2 separate regions of the Mus musculus genome follow, and region 2 is linked to region 1. Evidence: chromatin contacts called from public HiChIP or PLAC-seq data. All regions are on one chromosome and are shown on one strand. Each heading gives the region's core, a stretch centred on a gene start, on an enhancer-like site or on the middle of the called end of the contact. The rest is flanking DNA. Distances are from core to core; before and after follow the strand shown.

The links. HiChIP or PLAC-seq counts read pairs in DNA pulled down with a chosen protein or histone mark.
Region 2: an H3K27ac HiChIP or PLAC-seq map of VIP interneurons shows a contact between it and region 1, with 12 times the contacts expected there. The contact joins the promoter of 9430021M05Rik here to the enhancer-like site in region 1. A contact is called at or near these places in 9 of 39 promoter capture datasets (the 3T3-L1 cell line, the C10 cell line, embryonic stem cells and 4 more), 4 of 115 datasets of contacts at active chromatin or transcription factors (VIP interneurons, embryonic forebrain, forebrain and 1 more) and 1 of 9 other capture datasets (adipose tissue).

The regions. Positions count from the first base shown.
Region 1 is chr2:161,831,137-161,835,959 of GRCm38.p6, reverse strand. All of the region lies in intron 9 of Ptprt (protein tyrosine phosphatase, receptor type, T), which reads left to right. Among named protein-coding and RNA genes, the nearest start is that of Gm35374, 440 kb to the right of the region's middle. Within about 2 kb of position 1,894, at least 5 of the 459 cell types and tissues checked have an H3K27ac peak or open chromatin away from gene starts, as enhancers often do. A contact at or near this core is called in VIP interneurons, where this site is marked.
Region 2 is chr2:162,658,933-162,663,649 of GRCm38.p6, reverse strand. It overlaps 9430021M05Rik (RIKEN cDNA 9430021M05 gene), which reads right to left and starts at 2,487. Exons shown (of 4, transcript NR_033569.1): 1 at 2,224-2,487; 2 at 1,854-1,929. It overlaps Ptprt (protein tyrosine phosphatase, receptor type, T), which reads left to right and starts at 2,503. Exons shown (of 31, transcript NM_001291150.1): 1 at 2,503-2,850. The coding sequence starts at 2,751.

The sequences.
Region 1 (4,823 bases), core at 645-3,144:
ACTCTAACCCCAGTGCTACTTGCAAATTGATACAAAGAGCTCAGAGTCTACAGCAGTCACATCTGGCTATTTCAGGATTGAGCCACTAAGGAGTAGTAGCAGAATCACCTGGGGATGAGTGAGAATTTCACGATGCCAGTCCCAGCCCCTAGACCTACTCAGAGTCTGATTCAGTTGCACATGAGAGCTTACAGATGGTTTTAGAATATGCTCTTGAACCTACCTTAACACACAATCCTTGGATCCCTGAATGAAGAGGACACAGGTGATCATGTTCCCAATTAGGTCAAGGCAAGTAGCTCTAAACCCCGAATAAGAACAACATGCTCACTACCCTTTAAGAGCAAGAGATAAAGAAGGGTATTGTAGAGCCAAGCAAAGGGTATTAGATGAACCAGGCTGTGTAGCTTTCATTCATATAAAAGAGCAGTGTCTGCTAGTATTCTAACAAATATGGTTGGAGAAGCACATACATGTATGCATGCATATATACATGTATGTGTTGGAGTATAAAGAGGGACAGTATAGGGGAGAAGTCACTGCTTGAGCTTCTCTGTTCTTAGGCATGAATAGGTTTATTGTAGCAACATTAAACTTCAGCATTGGTAGAGCTAGGGTGCGGCTGAGCTCAGGGACTGGCTGAATAACACTCCTTGGATTTGCACTCTACTCCATCAGCTCCATACAGGGCACCACCCCTTTATCCCTGAGAGCTTCCAGCTCAGGCTGCTTCAGTACGGGGACATGCTGGGTTTTTCTGAGCATGAGCTGTGGTGCGGATGGCATTTATCCCAGTTATCAGAGAAAGGCAGTAATTGCAAAGTGAACTTGAAGACAGGCAGCCGACAGCTTCACTCTCTCTCTCCTGCTATGTATCTTCTCTTACATGGATCCAGACCATCACCAGCTTGTTCTCCCTTTAAAATGGGAAATGTGATAATGTCAGTCTCTGGTTTAATTCCAGGGTTGCATTCCTGCAGCCTCTGTCACAAAGCTTGAACCTCTTATCAGAGCTTCTCAAGGTGTGGTTATCTGACCCCAGCTCACCACTCTCTCTCTTACCCCACCAGACTCCACAGTCCAGAAGTTCATTTGTGATTTGCATTCCCAGGTTGTTTGTCAAGGAACATTGTCTTAGTGTGTTCGTCCAACCCAGTGAAGAGACTCCTAACTCCTATCTCATGCCAGGAGTAATGTTAATGTCTACCTCACACCGACAACTGGGGCTCTTACATTTGATCAGACATCTCTTCAGGAGGAGCTACCAAAAGGATGATGAATCTTCAGGGAGGGGGCAACAAGCCAAGTTAAGGGGAAAACTTCTCCAGAGAGTTTACTGTGTTTGTGGCCAGAGCATCCTAGCATATCCGTTTCAGACAGTCAACTGGGCTATCTGGTGGTCAGGACCAGAGCCAGAGACAAATCTACATAATAGAGCCATTGATCACTGTCATCAGGTGCAGCCAGCTGTGGCCTGGGGGAGAATGTTTTATTTATTTTTTTTTCAGAGATGTTCTCACAAGGAGATGAGTCCTTCATAGGAGGCTTTTAAGAATGTAGCACAGGTCGGTCAGTGTGAGAAGGTTCTTTACTGCTCAAGTTTTGTTTTTGCAATGAATGAACTTTAAAATCGTTCTTCTTGGGTTCTTGGAACTTGGGGTTGATGCTTGCTCCTGCATGATGGTTGCCCATGCTGAAACTGGAAAGCTTTGTTTCCTTTCAATCCTCTGAATCATAGTTTTCTACTGTGATTAGGATGCAATTTTCCCTGTATATTGCAATAGCCCGATGTTGGCAAAATTCAGCCTTTGCATGCTGCAACTATTGTAATGGTGTGCCTTTCATATTTTGTCCCTAAAGAGTTCTGCTACAGGGGCTGAGGGGATGGCTTGGCTAGGAAAGTGCCTGCTGTGCGTGAGGCTAGCAAGATGACTCAGCTACAGAGAGGGTGTGCTGCCAAGTCTGATGACCCAGTGTCAATCCCCAGAATCCATATGGCTAAAGGAGAGAACCAACTCCTAAAAAATGTGTTCTGACTACACATGTGCTGTATAACATATGTGTATGCACATATACAACCATTGCTACCTCAACAATAAATATGAATGTTTAAAAAATAAAGATAAAGTTAGGCACAAGAGTGTGGTCTGTTATCTAGCCCTGGGGAGGACAGGCAGAAACAGGCAGATACCTGAAGCTCATTGGCTATTCGTCCTAGCTAGCCCACATGTTCCAGTTTCAGTGAGATACCTTGTTTCAAACAGTAAAGGAGAGAGTTACTGAAGAAGGTAGCCAGCTTCAACATCTGTCCTCTGAGACAGGCTGACTCCATGATAGGCTACAAGTTAGCAGTTCAGGAAACTAGGCCTAAGTTTCTGTTTCTAAGAACTGGGCAAGTCCAGGCAAGTCAGTTACTGAAAAAAAAAACTCAGGCCTCAGGCTGCCAGTCAGAAATTGCCCTGTCATCAGAAGCTGCCCTGCCACCTGGCTTGAGGCAAGGGCAATGGGTCAGCAACAGTTTCCAGACCCCAGCAATGGTTCTAGAATGTTCCTAGAGACAGAGCCAACAGATTAAGATAAATTCATCTACCCCTCAAGGGAATTCTCCTAATGTGCTTTAAATTGGGCCTTTGAGCTCACTTGGGGGTCTCCATCTTTGTAATGGGATACCCCAAATTTTGGGCTTCTGCAGAATAAAGCACTCTTTGCTTTTTCATACTATTTGAGTTGTGGAGTTAACCACAGATCCTTACACCTCTATACACATGCACTTGTGTATATGTACACACACACACACACACAGAGAGAGAGAGAGAGAGAGAGAGAGAGAGAGAGAGAGAGAGAGAGAGAGAGAGAGAGAGAGAGAGAGAGAAGTTTGTGATCTTTGTATCCCCGCAAGATTCTTTATTTATTGCTGTTTCCTGTCTCATTCTGGATCCTTATATGTTGAAAGCAATTTTATTAATAATGGTCTTGGCAGCTATGTTTTTTGTTTCTGACTCTAAAGGACATTCCTTGTTTATTCACCACAAAAGAGAAATAGCTTATTACCTGAATTTTCAGCATAGCATATACCATTCACATCCTTTTGGTTTAAGCAACTGTTAACTCATGACTATCTAAATACTTAGTTACCACATGTCTTAGTTCATTTATGTTACCGTAACATCAAAAATAAAATCTCCATAGGCTAAGTAATTATAGAGAACAGATTTCATTTCTAATGTTCTAAGAAGGTAGGAAGTCCACAGTGATAGCAGCAACCTGGTAAGTGTAGGCTGGAGGTCAAGTTCTTTCTTCCAAGGAGGAGCCTGGAACATTGTGACTTCAAATGGCAGACATCAAAAGGCTGGTAGATCTGAACTAGTTTCCTCCATCCATTTTCTAAGGCACCAATCCACCTATGTGGGTGAAGCACTTAGGACATAATCACTTCCTCCAAAGATGCCACCATTTACTACCCAACAGAGTTAGGCTTCAGTGTGAGCCTTGAAAGGACTTCAGACTAAAGCATAATCTGCCTCCCCAAGAGACTGGAGCCTCCGTGTGGGTTCTTCATTTCATCACCCAGCACACAGCAAGTACTCAGTAAAAGACTGTTCAAATAATACATGGTTTCCCCCCTCCAAGTGTGAAAGCCTTAGTTTTCATTCTTAGGTCCTAGAGATACTGCTTTTCTTAAGAAATTTATATTTGACATTGCCAAATATGGATATATTTGTCCTCTGAGATGACACTTGAGCTGCAGATAATAGGAATTCTGGGCTAGAGAGATGGCTTCATAAATAGGAGTACTGGTTGCTCTCCCAGAAGATCCCAGTTCAATTCCCAGCACCCACAGGGTAGCTCACAACTCAAGTCCCAGGGAATTTAATGTTCCCTTTTGGCCCCCAGTGGTACTGGACAGACTCGGTACACAGATACACAGGCAAAATTCTCACACATGTAACATTAAGATATAAGATGAATTCTGTGGTGGAATCTTAATTGTAAGGATGTTCAACTTCTTGAGATAGATTCTCCTTTGTAGTAGATATACATGATCTTATTCCTTTAGGATTACTATGCTTGTCTGTACTTAAGTTTGGACATAACTGCTTTTGTTTTTCTTTTTGTGAATCTGCTTCAGCCTCTCCTGTTACTGAGTTCATGTGGGAGACCTCCAGCTATGAGGTCAATTCTTTCCACCCAGAAAAGAGACTTACAGTCATATCAGCAATGTACAAAATTGTCCATCTAGCAAAACTCTGTTATCATTTTAATTTTTGAGATTTATTTTTATTCTATGTGTATATTTTACCTGCATATATGCCAGTAAACATGAAGTGCTGGCAGAAGCCAGAAGAGGGTGCCAGGTCCTCTGAAACTGGAGTTACAGATGGTTATGAATTTATACGTAGGCACTAAGAATGAACTTGGGTCCCTGGGAGAAAAGCCAATGATCTTAACCACTAAGCCATCTCTTCAAACCCCTCTATTACCATGTTAATTTCCTCTCACTAGTAGAAAAGCATACCAGGATATTTAACTGAAACTTGCTCTTATTTGATTTCTAGTGAGGTTGACCCTCACTTCACCCATTGGTGATCCTTGTGGGCTTCTCCTTCACTTCTCAGTTCTTCCTGTTGGCAGAACCATCCTTTTTAGTGATTCATGAGAACTTTTTCTGTTTTAAGGACATTGACTTTCTCTACCATGCATATTTATAGATTTTCTATTTTGCTCTTTTATTTTTAATACGATTTGGCTGTAGGTTTCAAAAAATAAAACATGATCCAAACTCAATCGCTCTGTATTTCAAGACGTATTTTTTTTCATTGACT
Region 2 (4,717 bases), core at 1,238-3,737, 830 kb before region 1:
CCCTGGAGCTCTCGGAACCCTGGCCTTCTGAGAGGGTGGTTTTAGCTGGTTCTGAGAAGATCTTTAGGGCATTACTGATCTTGTGGGACCCACCCTCCTCCTTCCTTAAAGCTCCTCTGCCCTCAGCCCTGGGTGAAGCGTCCAGATGCATTGTGGGAACTGTCTCCTAGGACAGACAAGTGGAGAGATAGCATCTCCTAGGTGATGCACCTAGGGGACCAGGACAACAGGTTTGCTGACCAAATGCCTCAAAGAGAAACTTAAGTGAGTTTACCCGGGAAGGGATGTGAGATGGCCCTTCCAGGCAGAGGGAGCTGGTCTGGTGCAGTGTGACAGTGAGGCCAGATGCCAAAGCTTACCAGTCAGTAGGTGGAGCACAGGGCCTGGGAACTACAGCTCCAGACCAAACCCAAGAGGGTGCTGGTTTGAGACCCTGCAGCTGGGCAAGCAAGACCTGCTGCTGTGATCAGGTCACATTCTGCTAGTCGCTCACCAAGAAACAAGATGACTTTCCTTGGGGCCATGCGATCCCCATTCGGATTTTGGAGTTTTGGCTACAGTGATAAATAACATCCTGTAGCATGGGCTCAGGAGCTGAGGGATGGTGAGAGCCCAGAAGATGTCCCGAGAACCGCTATTTTATCCTTAGAATGCCTGAGAGAGGGGACGGATTGGCAGGCACTCAGGGGAACCCTGACAAGTTACACCAAACTACTTAGTGGCTTAGAGACCTCCTATTCCTCTCCTGGGTCAGAGCCCCCCCCCCCCCCCCCCCCAGTCTCCCATCAGCCAGGACAATCACAGCTGTGGGCTGGAGTCATGTTTCTTCTTAGAGGCTGCACTCTAACTCATTAACTTAAGGCTAGGCCTGGATAGACATGGGCTGGATCAAACAGTTGGGCAGTTTAGCTCTGAGCTGAAGGGATCTTCTATTCCTATTGTTCCCAGGGGGGCAATCATCCTGTGTCACCAGAGAACAGCCAAGGCTATGACTGCCCAGTCAAGTGCACTGTCAATATTAGTAAAAAATTTAAGGACCTGCAAGGTAGCTTGCAAGAGGTCTAACTCCCAGGCTCCCGCCACTCCCCCCCCCCCCAAAACCCCCCAGAGCACAAACCCTATTCCCTGGAGTGAGGGCTAAGCAGCAGGGTTTTCTTTTTTTTGGGGGGGGGAGGGGTCCTCTCCCCTGGGAGAGTGCTTTGACCAGGGAAGTGTGGGAGGTGCTTGGCCATGCAATGGGCTGGCCCCTGTGTTTATCTTGAGAAAAGTGGAGGCTGTGGAGGTGGAGGGAGGTCGTTCAGAGCCAGGTGGAAGCATTTGCCTGGAATTACAAGTGTGGGCTGAGAGAAATAAATGGGCTGGTGTTCAATAAAAAACGTCCACCTCGGCAGAGCTGGGGTACCAGTGAGGCTCTGCCAAAGCAACTCCAACCCAGAGCCCCTGGTGCCCCACTTTTGGAGATGCTGGCTGTGTTTGACTTCCATATGACTCCTAATGGTCTGTCTGTCCGGTTCAGTCCTTTGGGACTCCAACAAGGGAGTGGAATGGGGAGGGGGAAACACTTTGTTAAACCGAAGGAGGGCTTTGGGCAGGCAGTAAAGTGTTTACAAAGTAGGAATCCCTTCAGCATCTTTGGGTGTCCTTATCGAAGGCCTTTATATACAAGGCTCACATCCCTCCCCTGGTGGCAGGCCTGTGGGCTGTGGCAGGCACTGCCCAGTGATCTATGTCTTTAGGCCTTCAGCCCCAGCCAGGTCTTTGTTCAGACCAGGAAGCAAAAGGGGGAAAGCTCCATTTCTCTCTGAAAGGGAGAACAGGGGAGGCAGCTAGAGAAGGGGGAGAGATTCCCACACCTGTGTGTGTAGGGCGGGGTTAGGGACAAGAGAAAGAGATGTGTTGTGATTAAGGTCGGCTGTGCTGGACTGCTGACTAGATGATAGGGGATGAGGAAAGAGGGAGGGAAAGGGAGAGAGAAAGAAAGAGAAAGGGAGAATATGAATATACGAGAGAATTTTAGGGTGTGCAGGAGACCCTTCAACAGCTGTCCCCAGCTTTGCGAAGCATCCCCCTCCCGCAATTCACAGCCCTGTAGCGTCCGGAGTTGATCGGGCCTCTCCCTCCCCCTGCCTGCTCGCACTGCCCCCCCCCCCCCCAGTCACCTGTTCTCCCACCCTTACTTCAAAGGCTGTTCCAGGTTTCTCTCCTCCCCCCATCGCCTCGTACCTGCGCCCCCGCAGGGTAGCCTGAAAGCGATGCTCAGCTGGGTGGTGTGGCGCGGGGCGAAGAGGCGAATACCCCGCAGATCCTGTGTGTGCAAGAGCGATGTGTGTACGCGCTTGAGTGCGCGAGCGGCCCCGAGCCGGCCAGCCCGGGAGAGGGTGCGTGGGGGAGCCCGCGAGTGGCAGCCGCGGGCGTGTGCCAGGCGCGGGCGGGCGTGCGCGCGAGGGTGTGTGTGCGTGGCCGAGGCGGAGCGCCCGGGCGGGCGGCGGCGACGGCGGCGGCGTTAGGACTCTGGGGACACCGCCCCCCGGCCCCCGCGTCCCGCCCCCGCCCAGCCTCGCGCCTCAGTTCGCGCCGCGCCTGGGCTCGGAGCGCAGCGGCGCCGGCTCCCGCAGCCGGAGAGGAGCCAGCCCCGGGAGCCCAGCGGCGCGCACTGCCTGCAGCCGCGCTGGCGATGCGGGGCCGCCCCGCGCCCGCCCGAGTCCCGGCCCCGGCGCCCTCGGGAAGGGGCTGAGCCGCTTGCCGCCCGGATGGGGAGCCTTGGCGGGCTCGCCCTCTGCCTGCTCCGGCTCCTGCTCCTGGGGCTGCAGCGGCCGCCGTTGCCCGGCGCCGGAGCGCAGAGCGCCGCAGGTGAGTGCGCCCGCCGGGCTCCCCGGGCCCCTTCGCTCTCCCCAGCCCTGGGAGGAGAAAGTTGGGTCCCGTGGCCAGGGGATGCCGGGGCCCGGTGGGAGTCCCGTCCCAACCTCCGGACGCAGCTGCTGTGTCCAGGCGTGCCCAGTCCCGCTCCAGGTCCCCCCCTGGCCCCTCGTCGCCTTACTTTCCTGCCGCTTCCCCCCCACCCCCGGGCGGGAGTAACTTTGCGCGGCTGTTGCGAATATTTCCACTTGCTGCCTCCCACTTGTCGGAACCTGTCACTCGAGTGTTTCGGGGTGGAGGGAGGAGGCGCCGCTTCTCGCCCGGCGCGGAGCACTGTCACCCGGGCAGCTTCCTGGGCTGCGCGCTCTTGGAGTGGGGAGCACAGGTCCCTAGCAGGCCCAGGCTGCCAGGGCGGTGGCTTTTCCTTTCTCCTGGGAGACACTGAAGATCATCCAGTGTTGTTCTAAACACGCCGCTCCCCTTAGCGAGCCCTTAGCAGCTGGGACTTCCCATGGGAGTGTTCTTGTGAATGACCCACTCGGCTAAACCCTCACCTCACCTCGTGGCTCTGTCCAGAGTAATGGGTACCCTGCTAAGGCCCTTTAAGTGCAGTGGCTTTGATCAGTGAGCTAGTGGGCTTCTGAAAACTTCGGGACACTCGTCTTTCGGCTTGCCCATGGGCAGGTAGCTAGTTCCCCAGAGTGTGTCTAGTGTCTTCTTAGTGGCGACTGAGCTGAAGAGACCACTACCGAGGGTCTCTCTCATCACTAAAACCCCACTGGTAGGGCTTCCTTCCGTGAGTCCCTTAAAGAGGGAAGGAGAGGTGGGGAGGGATACCTCCAAGTTCAAAATCACCTCGAAGTTTCTTAGCACCTTTGGTTTAGGAGTGACCACACTGAGCTGCTGTCGCTGGTCGGGGTCGGGGGCGGGGGGCACGTTGAGGCATGTCAGCGGAACTTAGGAAAGGGTTCTTTTTGGATTGCTAAGCAACAGCTGTGCTCACATAAGAAATCAGGGGAGGAAGAAAGGGAAAGAAAGGCAGTGAGCCTGATGGAAGTCTCTAAACAGGCTGCTTTTGAGAGGAAGAACCGCCGGAGTGACATTCCGTTAGAAATGTCTTAGGTTTTCTTCCCTGACTTGATGTTAAAATGGAAACTGGACACAGGATGTATGGGAAGGAACAGCTTGTTTTCGTGCCAGCGAAGTTGAGCAAGGAGGCCACTCTTTTTGAGGTGTCTGAAGCTGAAAGGCTGGGACAAGAGGGGGAGAAAAGAGACGGCCGCAACATCATTCTGAAGATGCTTCAAGGCTCTTGTTTCCCTCGCTTTGGGGTCTGCGTTAGGTGTGCTGTGTCAGGAAGCTGGCAGGAGGGTGCTTGAGGCAGTCCTGGGGACCCGGGTATGACTTATGATTCTAATCTTTACTGTCTTCTAAGGCTTGGCGGGACATTCATACGTTAATAGTACTCACGTTCCCGCAGCAGAAACCGGATCAAACACGTCCCACAGACCTTTTTTGGGTAGCAGCTGTAAACCCAGAACCTGCTCCAGAAAGCTGTCCAGGGCTGAAACGCACGCCGGTTCCGCATGTTACCGCAAGGTGGCGCTCGCTCACAGCTGTTAAATGCAAATCGAGCCGCTTTCATCTCAGGGATAGAACTTCGGTTCAATTTTTAAATGAGTAATGTGTTTATTCAGCAGCCTTTTGTTAAAACATTTAGAGAAGTGTGAGGAGGAAGCACCTTTTCTTTGTTTGCTGCTCGGAACACACCGGGAAGAAAAGCAATCCTGGAGTACAGTTTGGGAAGAAATCGACTGCGAAGGCGCCATATGTTTCCTTTGGTTCTACCTGGGCCCATAGC